Regions from separate parts of the Mus musculus genome. Here all the other regions are linked to region 3. A link is a contact called in public Hi-C and promoter capture Hi-C data. All regions are on one chromosome and are shown on one strand. The core of a region is the stretch at or near the end of the contact, and the rest is flanking DNA. Distances in the headings are between cores, read along the strand shown.

Region 1 (3,255 bases), core at 237-2,736, 290 kb after region 3:
TCTTTCTACAAGACAAGTTGTTAACACCAATAATTAATACTTAATTAATGCTATCTCTCAAAGGGGAGCTAGCATTATGGAAACAGACTTTGGGATGCCACATCCCTGTAATCTAAGCAGTCAGAAGAAGCTAAGGTAGGAGGATGTAACAGGTTAGAGGCCAGTCTGAGCTATACAGCAAGACCCTCTCTCAAAACAACAACAAGCAAATCCTAAATAAATAAAAAATTTTTAAAGTTTTTTTTTGAGGGGGAAACTCTGGGAAAAATATCTGGTATAAGATATAAATAAAAAAACTTCTTGAAATAGTATTAATATGTAATAAAATGGATTCTGGACCACCACTTAGAATTTAAGAAAAAAACTCCCATATGCCAAAATGAATCAACAAATTAAGACAGTTGTGGGAAAAATAAAGTATCTTTAAATTCTAGAGTTTTGGTAGATATGAATTTTATTACTTAATACAATTTTGATAGCAGTTATTAAACTTAACTCTAAGATATATAAACAGGTACATATTTATAATAAATAATATAACAAAGATTAAATACAAACCTGTTATGTAACCTCCTGAAGGTTTGAGGTTATCAAACTGTTTATCATGCTTAGTACGTTCTTCAGATGTAATAGCCCACATATTTGGCCCTCCTAAAACATATATGAAAGGCCAAGATATTATAGGAGGTACATGAGCCTGCTCAAAACTATGTCATTCACAAGAACACAAAATTTTAACTTGTAAACATGAATCGTAAACATTCATTTGATGAGACTATTTAATGTTTGAAGGACATAAAGTAGAATTCTATCAACTACATACAGCAACCCTAAGGCTTTCCAGTCATCTACTCAGTTAACATCTATTGAATAATCACTGTACACCACTCACAAGGATGAGGTAAATAGTGGCAATAAAAAGTTTACAGTATCATTCTCATTCTCAAAGAAATACCTAGAAAGGACCACCATCTACTGTGTTAACTGTGAAGGACCCCAGCAGAACCATGGCAAAAGATGTGGAATCCTAAGTTCAAAACATCAGAAGTGACGTGAAATAGCAAGAAAGATTAAGACCTAAGCAGAGGCTGGAAGCTTTGGCATCTTGCCATGTGCCAAGGTGGTAGAAGAGCATTTATCTCACACAAAAAGGATGTGGTTTGAGAGGCTGGGATATGCAAGATGCTCTAAGTAAACCAAAGCCTCTCTTGGTAAACCAAACAAAGAGGCTTACTACCAGCTAAGGTACCAATTTAAGTACAGAAAGTAGCAGGGAATAACTAGTCTGAATTTGCTGCAAAGGGGCATTTTTCTTTTTCCTTCACCACAGGGGATTGATAAGGCCTCTCTGCACTAGGTAAGATGTCTACCACCAAGCTTAACCCTGACCCTTCCTTTCAAGCTTTATCTCTCAAGGTCAGGGCAGATGTCACTTCCATCCAGAGGACCCTGGGATCTAAATGACAGTAATTGCTTCCTCTTCTAGATTCTCAAGACACAGGTCACACTTCTGCAGAGCACTTAAGAAGGTGCTGTCTCATGTCCCTCTGCACTACCAGATTTTGAGACCTTTCTTTTCCAGGAACCAGTTGAGTACCCAGGAAAGAGCAAACATTTAAAAATGATTTCTGAATAGATGTCTGAATCAATAAAAGAAGGAACAAGGGGACAATAAAGAGTGCCTTACTACCCAGGTCAGGGGTGCGACCTGTCTTTCACACTGAATCAGGAGCAGCTTTCTGAAGGAACCCTTGGGACGCTTTATCAATCACTTGGGTAGTAATCATCTATACCTCACTTCTGCCTACACTTTTGGTTTACTCAACATCTCTCAACAAGGAACCATAGGTATTTACACATATAAACTCATATATATCTGCTGTCCACACTGAGTAAAAAAATCGGTATTAGAAAGTAATTTTCAAAAAAATTTATCACTGAAAAGGCCTACTCAAATTTCAGATGTTAAAACTAATTTGATAAAACACTTTTCCTTAGCCCAAGTGAGTGAATTAAAAAAAAACTATAAAAAGTTTTAAAAGTTAAAGTTAAAAATAAACAGATATGTTGATAAACTAAAGATCTAAAAATAGCTAAACTATACACTTCTGATATAAACACATGTGCAATAAAACTTTCCTTGTCTTATCAGCTTATTATCGCAAGACTGAGCATATTATCCATGCAATGAAGAATATACCTACAATAAAATAACATTAGCCATCATCTTTCACCTACTAAGATTATAGAAATAAACCAGGTACATAGTGGAACGACCAGTGTGTGGGGAGGAATGGCTAAGAATAACATATAATCATGTATTCATTTGAAAATTCCATAAAAATCTGTAAGAAGTCCTGTGCTGAGCAGGACAGTCATGTGTATTGGAACTTATTTACTATGTATGACTTTGGGAAAATGTTGATTAAAAAGATGAAAATGACAACAGGGATGAAAACAGCTGTGAGCCCAATGATGTCAGGTACTTATGTGCTGCCTCCTTAACCCCAGGGCCACGCAATAAACCAGGAGACTACTATGGCGAAGGAACTAAAAGCAGTGGTGGAAAAGTAACTGGCTTAAGATAATACAGTAAGTAGCAGAGCTGAGATTAGAACTTGGGCAGTTGAGGATTAACTCAGTGGTAGTGTGTGGCTTAACAAGCACAAAGTCATGGGTTGGGTCCCTGGCATGAAGAAAAACAAAACAAAACTTTGACCACATGGGAAATGAGGTTAGAACTGGGGTAGCCTGAACTCCCTAAACTATATCATCTCAGCATACATGTAAAAGATGTTCAAGCTCTCTGCACTGTAGGCACTAACTCTGTAGCCTGGGAATGCCACCTAACTCAAAGGGTTCCTCAAAGACCATATAGAATAAACAATATACCTACAATAAAATAATGGCTTGAGAACGACAAAACAAAGGGTAATGAAATAAATGTATGAAAATTCCATTTTTAAAAACATCACTACTTTGTATGGTAACCTGAAAAAATAATTAAAAATGGACAAAAAAATGGTTTCACTGTGTAGCCCTGGTTGGCCTGGAACTTCCTATATAAACCACACAGCATCAAACTCAGCAGAGATCCACGTGTCTCTGCCTGAGATGAAAGGTGTGCACCATCATGCCTGGTTATAGTGTTCTTTTATATACATTATCTTTTCAACTCTTCTTGGGTACTTGTCTTGAGAGTAGCAAACTCAACAAGCCTGTTAATATTTGTTTAATTCTTTATGACTCCAAGTA
Region 2 (3,052 bases), core at 240-2,739, 360 kb after region 3:
GTTTGAATAGGTATGGCCCCCACAGACTCATGTGTTTGTATGCTTGGCCATAGGGAGTGGCACTATTAGGAGGCATGACCTTATCGAGTAGATGTGGCCTTGTTGGAGGAAGTGTGTCATTGTGGGGGCAGGTTTTGAGGTCTCATATGCTCAAGTTACACCCAGTGTGGCACATAGTCTCCTGCTGCTGCCTACAGATCAGGATGTAGAACTCTAGGCTCCTCCAGCACTGTCTTCCTGCATGCTGCCATGCTTCCTGCATGATGATAACACTAAGCTTCTGAAACTGTAAGCCAGCCCCAATTAATGTTTTCTTTATAAGAGTTGCTGTGCTCATGGGGTGTTTCTTTATAGCAGTGAAACCTAATCTAAGACAAATACCAACACTTCAGAGATGGAAGCTGGAGGGTCAGAGAGTTCAAGGCCATCATGGAATACATGGTATCCAAACCCTTCTAGGCTCCAGGCACCAACTATACAATAAATGATAAAATGAGAACTCACAGAGGAATTGAGCATGTCAGTGTTAAAAACTTGTATATGACAAACCCACGAGGTGTAACTCACTGGAGGAGGGCTCTTCTGGCATGTGTGAAGCCCTGGGTTCAGTCTCCAAAACTACAATGAAAAGATTATAACATCTGAGCCAATAACTCCCACAGTTAAATCATGCTTTTAAAATAAAATACTAAAACCACACTAACGAGGGTATTCTTCATATGTAACAAACCCAGAGGATTCTGCTAGAGACACAGTGAAGAAGGCCCGGCCACTGGCCTGATTCTGTGTGGCTCCCTCTCTGACCTGTTCTCTGAGTTACTCTCTTCCCCTGCTTTATCTTAAATCCTAGGATCACAGATCTGACAGAAATGGAAACCGCCTCCCAAGCAGCAGTGACTTCCGTGGCACTGGCCAGTCCCAGGCTAATAACCAACCAGACCACAGTCTCCCCAGGATTACTAGCTATATAAATCCTCGACTTTGGCGCTCCCTATATATAGCCACAGAGCTGTTGCTTACACCTCAAAGACAGATTTTAGGTCACTAGACTCTTTATTGTCGCTGGTACATCTACACTGAAAATAAACCCTATTCTGCTTTCAACACTGCAGGAACTGATTGACCAGGCCAAACTGTTGGGACCCCTACAACTGTGTCTTTACGGAGGACTCTCCTAACTGGCATGATAGATTTGAAGGAGGCCATCAAGGAAATAGTATCATAGACTTTTATTTTCCTTCAAATGAACTACCAAACTCTGACTTAAACAACATAGTATTAGTTTAGAGAACCAGAAAAAAAAGAAAAAATTCGGATTTGAGATTAACTTAATTCAGGGACTCTGGCTCTCTTTTCCTCCTTACAGTTGTCTTCATCTGTGTGTTCAATCAATCCCCGGCTGCAGCTAGGCCTCATCACTACACAGCATCGAGAAGGGAAACCAGCACTTCCTGAGGTGCTAACTCTTGCTCCCTCTCCCTCCGTTTATGTGTGTGTGTGTGTGTGTGTGTGTCTGTGTGTGCTCGCTCACTTGCGTACAGTGTGCATATAAGCACAGATCAAGGGCTCCCTCCATTTATGTGGTTCCCTTTGCTCTTTGCCATGAAGTGACGGTGCTTCTTCTGTAGTTTGTACCATTGTGTGTTAGCACAGGCCCAGAACAGCAGAGCCAATCAGCAAAGGACTGAAACCTCCAAAACTGAGACAAAGTAACCTTTCCTCTTTCCAAGTTTAGCACATTCCTGAATGCTGACTGGCACGCTCCCAGGAGAAAGGAATGCAACAAGGAGAAATGCTCAGCTACATTTAACCACAGCGGAATGATACACTAAGACATGTAGGGCTGGAGAGATGGCTCTGAGGTTAAGAGCACCGACTGCTCTTCCAGAAGTCCTGACTTCAATTCCTGGCAACCACATGGTGGTGGCTCACAACCATCTTTAATGGGATCTGGTGTCCTCTTCTGGTGTGTCTGAAGAAAGCAATGGTGTGCTCATATAAATAAAATAAATCTTTAAAAAGAAGAAGGAGGAGGAGGAAGGAGGAGGAGGAGGAAGAGGAGGAGGAAGAGGAGGAGAAGGAGAAGAAAAGAGACCTGATTGTAACTGGGTACAGGTGTCCGTAGTTGTATCTACTTGGAAGACTGGGGCTTGAGGCTAGTGAGTTCCAGGCCAGCTTGGGTGCCATAGTGAGACCCCCATCTCCCAAAAAAGTGAAAAAAGAGGTACAAGTTTACATTAAGCAAACTATCAATAATACTGAATTTTGTCAATTATGTGGAGAAATAAAAACTCTTAATGCCCTGCCAGTGGGAGTACTAAAATGAGACAATAACTGGAAAGACAGCATCCGCTAGCTAGTCAAGCAGAAGGTGATGTAACAACGCCACATCCTAGAGAAACTCTCAAAAGAACAAACCAATTCAGTGGGACTGTTTTACTTTGATTGTGCTGGGAATTGCCCCTAGGGCCTTTGCGAATGCTAAGTAAGCACTCTATCACTAAGCTATGTCCCCAGTGACAGTGGCACTAATTATAATAGCATAATATTAGAAGCAGCACCAGGGTCCAGCAGTAGTTGAATGATGGATTACAGCATAGAATGGAATACTATTTAACAGTGAAGCTACAACAGCACCAGCAAATCTCAGGAATATAATGTTGAATGAGAGGAGGCAAGTCACAGAGTACATATTATATTATTTCATCCAAATGAAATGTAAAGGATGTAAAACTATAAATATATAAGATGCTTAAGCCCTAAGAATTCAAAGATAACATAAAATTTAGAATAGTACTTATTTCTCTTCCAATTCCTATTTAGACATATTTACCTTATGTGTAGGCTGCCTGCATGTGTGTGCCTGACCACATCTGTGGCTGGTGCTCTGAGAGCTTGGAAGAAGGTTAGGGATCCCCTGGAAATGAGGTTACAGATGGTTGTGAGCCATCAAAGTGGATGCCAAGAACTTAACCCCACGCCTCCGCAAGGTCAGGAAGTGCTCTTATGACAAGGGCCGGCCTGGGCTTGGAGAGGGGTTCTGAAGTCAAAC
Region 3 (3,290 bases), core at 496-2,995:
TAAATTAAAACAGCTCAAAAATACTTTCCGGATTTCTCACAAAAAAAGATACAATAAATATATTTCATGGCATGGTTGCTGTATATACTAAGCGTATACATAGCATTTCTGTTGTGTATACTAAGATTCATTCTGATTAGTGTCAACACAGAGAAAACGTATAAACAAACCACAACTTTGTAAATCCCTACAAAACCTTGTGTTAAGTTACAAAAATTGTGTGAATTTAAAGGAATATTTTAAATAAAGAACACTGTTCAGTCAAATTACTCTTAGAAAGTTAGCCTCTTTCTAGGCAGAATTAACCCACTCCTTGAATTCAGAACCAATTTCATAGTAACACAAACTTCTCGATGTGCTAGCTTCATGTTTTACACTACAGGTGATAAAAGTTCAGGATCTCAGATCTCATCTCTAAAGAACTAAAGCAACTCTTGCTTCTGCAATTGTACGGACCACAACAACGCTAGTTTGACTTTTGAAAAACATTTCCTTAACAGAAATGTAGAAACCATGTCACGATGGCCATTCGACACGTTTCTTTCTACATACTCCCTTTGTAACTTGAAAGTCCTCTGCTCTCTACAAGAACCTTGGTTAGCTGGCTGGCTCGCCCTACAGCTTACAGCACCGTGTCTGATCTGCCTTGCCTACAGAGGCGTTAAGCGTTGGTTTTGTTTTTAAAGTTGGTGTCAGTGCAGCTACAAACTTTTTTCAGCATCCCTGCCTGCCTGCCTGCCAACTGGAGCTCTGTTCACTTCCTTACCAACTTGAACCACCCCCAAACTAAGTAAACTCAGACAGCGGCAAGAGCTGACACACTTTCAAGAGGGGTTTGACACCGCAGAAAACTTTCACTTCTCTCTTCTCCCCTTCCAAGCCAGGCACTGCAGCCTTAAATTCTTGCTTCCTCTAGAATTCCCTTCTAAAGCCGGGCAAGGACACGGATGGCAGAGCATTCTAATGTCCCCGAAAGGAACCCCAAGAGCCATCTCCCGTGGACTCGAGTGCTGTTCTTTACACAAAAGAACCGGGCCGGCTCAGCTAAGGTGCTGGAGTCGCGGCCCTTCGGCGGCTGCCACCCTCCACCGCACCCGCAAGACGGTCTCCGGCCAGACAAAGCCCGGGCGGCCGGGCCAGCACTTTCAAGCCTCGGCCGTGGGCCGCCGCTCTTACCCGGGCCTCGTCCAGGGCGCCGCCGCTTCCCCCGGCCTTGGCCGCCGGGCAGCTGGCCGCGCGCGTCTTAGAGGAGCGGGTCCGAGAGGAGATGAAATGGCTGCTGCCGCCGGTCGCCCCCGGCTCCGCTCCGGCTCCGGCCCCGGGCCCAGGCCCGGGCCCAGGAGACTTGGACCCGAGAAGGCGCAGAGAGCTCTTCCGGGTGTTCACCATGGTCCAGCCAGGGGGACCGGGTCCACGCCGCGCCCGCCGCTCCCGGGAGAGGCGAGGAAGGCCGGCCCGCCGGCGGGCAGGGGCCAGCGGAGCCTCGCCGGGCCGGCTCGCGTTGCCTCTCCGGGACGCAGGCCCGACAGGCTAGAGCGGAGCAGAAGCCGGCGGCGGCGCGAGGAGGCAGGGAGCGGGAGGCGGAAGCGAGGCTGCAGGCCGGCCGCGCAGACCCTGCGCCCGCTCAGCGGTCCTCAGCGGGAGCCGAGCGGAGCCGCCATGTCTGCCCCTTTCTCTCTCGTTCTCTCTCTATCGAGCTCCGTGCGTCAGGTCTCTGGCGCCGCAGGGCCGACAAGGCCGCTTCTGGACGCGGCCGCTGCGGGGCGCTGCAAGGACGCGCAGCCCTTCCTTCTGCACAGGCCCCGCCTCGACGTGACGTCAGCATCGGCGGGAGGCCTGCGGGGAGGCGCTCTGGGCTGTGAACCCCACAGTGGCCAGCTTTTGCTGCCCTGTCTAGACTGGGGGATGGGCAGAGCCGGCCAGGGCGCAGGATGGGTTTCCGCGTGGAACGTAGTCCGGACCCTTCAACGCCTGGCCAAGACCGAGGACCCCAGATTCCAGACCCCTGCGGTGGCCTGGAGGACGCCAGGAACGGCCGACCAAGCGCGGAGTAGAAGGAATGGAGAGGACGGTGCGGTGCGGAGGGGTTCCAGTTGCCTAGGTACTTTGGGCAAGACCCCTAATGAACTTGGGCTGCACATTGCATGACTGTCCAAATGATAATGGCAATGAATGAAAGAAGTCCCTGCGGTAATCCACGCAAGTTAAACTAAGAAAAAACAACTCTAGGAACTCTGCATCCTTTTTTAAACTCACTATGGAGACCAGGCTAGCCTTGAACTCTGCATTCATCCCAAGCGCCAGGATTAAAGATTTGAACCACTGAACTCAAGTGTTGTTCCCTTTGACTTTAGCCAAGTCTACCGGAGGGATTTTGCAGCATCTTTTATCTCCATCCTACCGGTGTGCAGAATTAAGACAAAACACTTCCAAAGGAAAAAAAGTCAAAGTACTATGTAATTATTAAATTAATGTAATATGGAAAGGTCTGGAATTATAGAGGGAAGAATAAATGTTCATTTCAAAGCATCACAGTTTATCTAAGATAGAGAGCCTAGTCTTTATTTGGGCAGAAATTCCCCTGATTATTACACTAAAAAAGTGAAGAGTGAATAAAGACTAAATAGCTTCATAGTTATAACATTTAGCCATGTAAGACCCCAAACAAAAAATTAATAAGCTTTGTTCAGTCCTCACTATATAGAATGTACAGAGTAGTTGTGTGTATTTATATATATATATATATAAATAAGTAAATAAGTTCAAAGCCAACTTGGTCTACATAGTGAGTTTCAGGACAGGCAGAGCTACATAATGAGACCCTCTGATTCTCAAGAAAGCTCACCAACAAATGGACAAGAGATCAGTAAAGTACAACTGGTGGTAAGAAGCACGAGCCCCTACTTCAAGCAAGGACCTAAGGAACTCCTTTAGAGATACATTCTGAACTACAAAATGAGGGGAAATACATCAAAGAAAGAAAGAAAGAAAGAAAGAAAGAAAGAAAGAAAGAAAGAAAGAAAGAAAGGAAGGAAGAAAGGAAGGAAGAAAGAAAGAAAAGAAAAGAAGGAAGAAAGAAAGAAAGAAAGAAAGAAAGAAGGAAGGAGGGAAGAAAGAAAGAAAGAAAGAAAGAAAGAAAGAAAAGAAGGAAGAAAGAAGGAAGGAAGAAAGAAAGAAAGAAGGAAGAAAGAAAGAAAGAAAGAAAGAGGAAGCAGGCATGGAGAGCATAGGGCACAGCTGTCTGTACTAGAGAAAAAAAATAAGTCAATAAAATACTTTTTAAACTTTAT

Evidence for each region. Promoter capture Hi-C pulls out the DNA fragments that hold promoters and counts their contacts. A called contact is a pair of places that touch in the nucleus more often than the background predicts.
Region 1: a contact with region 3 is called in a promoter capture Hi-C map of the HPC-7 cell line. The contact joins the enhancer-like site here to the promoter of Atad2b in region 3. A contact is called at or near these places in 7 of 39 promoter capture datasets (the 3T3-L1 cell line, the C10 cell line, the HPC-7 cell line and 3 more), 1 of 484 Hi-C or Micro-C datasets (the HL-1 cell line), 2 of 115 datasets of contacts at active chromatin or transcription factors (the 230-238 cell line and craniofacial prominence) and 3 of 9 other capture datasets (adipose tissue, liver and pancreatic islet).
Region 2: a contact with region 3 is called in a Hi-C map of embryonic stem cells, with 4 times the contacts expected there. The contact joins the enhancer-like site here to the promoter of Atad2b in region 3. A contact is called at or near these places in 3 of 39 promoter capture datasets (the 3T3-L1 cell line, HPC-7-derived erythroid cells and neural stem cells), 6 of 484 Hi-C or Micro-C datasets (the HL-1 cell line, the N1E-115 cell line and embryonic stem cells), 4 of 115 datasets of contacts at active chromatin or transcription factors (embryonic stem cells and pro-B cells) and 2 of 9 other capture datasets (adipose tissue and liver).

What each region holds. Positions count from the first base shown.
Region 1 is chr12:4,622,287-4,625,541 of GRCm38.p6, reverse strand. Itsn2 (intersectin 2) reads right to left here. Exons shown (of 40, transcript NM_001198968.2): 3 at 559-651. Among named protein-coding and RNA genes, the nearest start is that of Gm3625, 30 kb to the right of the region's middle. Within about 2 kb of position 1,486, at least 14 of the 459 cell types and tissues checked have an H3K27ac peak or open chromatin away from gene starts, as enhancers often do. A contact at or near this core is called in the HPC-7 cell line, where this site is marked.
Region 2 is chr12:4,557,543-4,560,594 of GRCm38.p6, reverse strand. All of the region lies in intron 1 of Gm46332 (a long non-coding RNA gene), which reads left to right. Among named protein-coding and RNA genes, the nearest start is that of Gm46332, 11 kb to the left of the region's middle. Within about 2 kb of position 1,489, at least 88 of the 459 cell types and tissues checked have an H3K27ac peak or open chromatin away from gene starts, as enhancers often do. A contact at or near this core is called in the HL-1 cell line and embryonic stem cells, where this site is marked.
Region 3 is chr12:4,915,808-4,919,097 of GRCm38.p6, reverse strand. Atad2b (ATPase family, AAA domain containing 2B) reads right to left here and starts at 1,745. Exons shown (of 28, transcript NM_001362349.1): 1 at 1,177-1,745. The coding sequence starts at 1,389.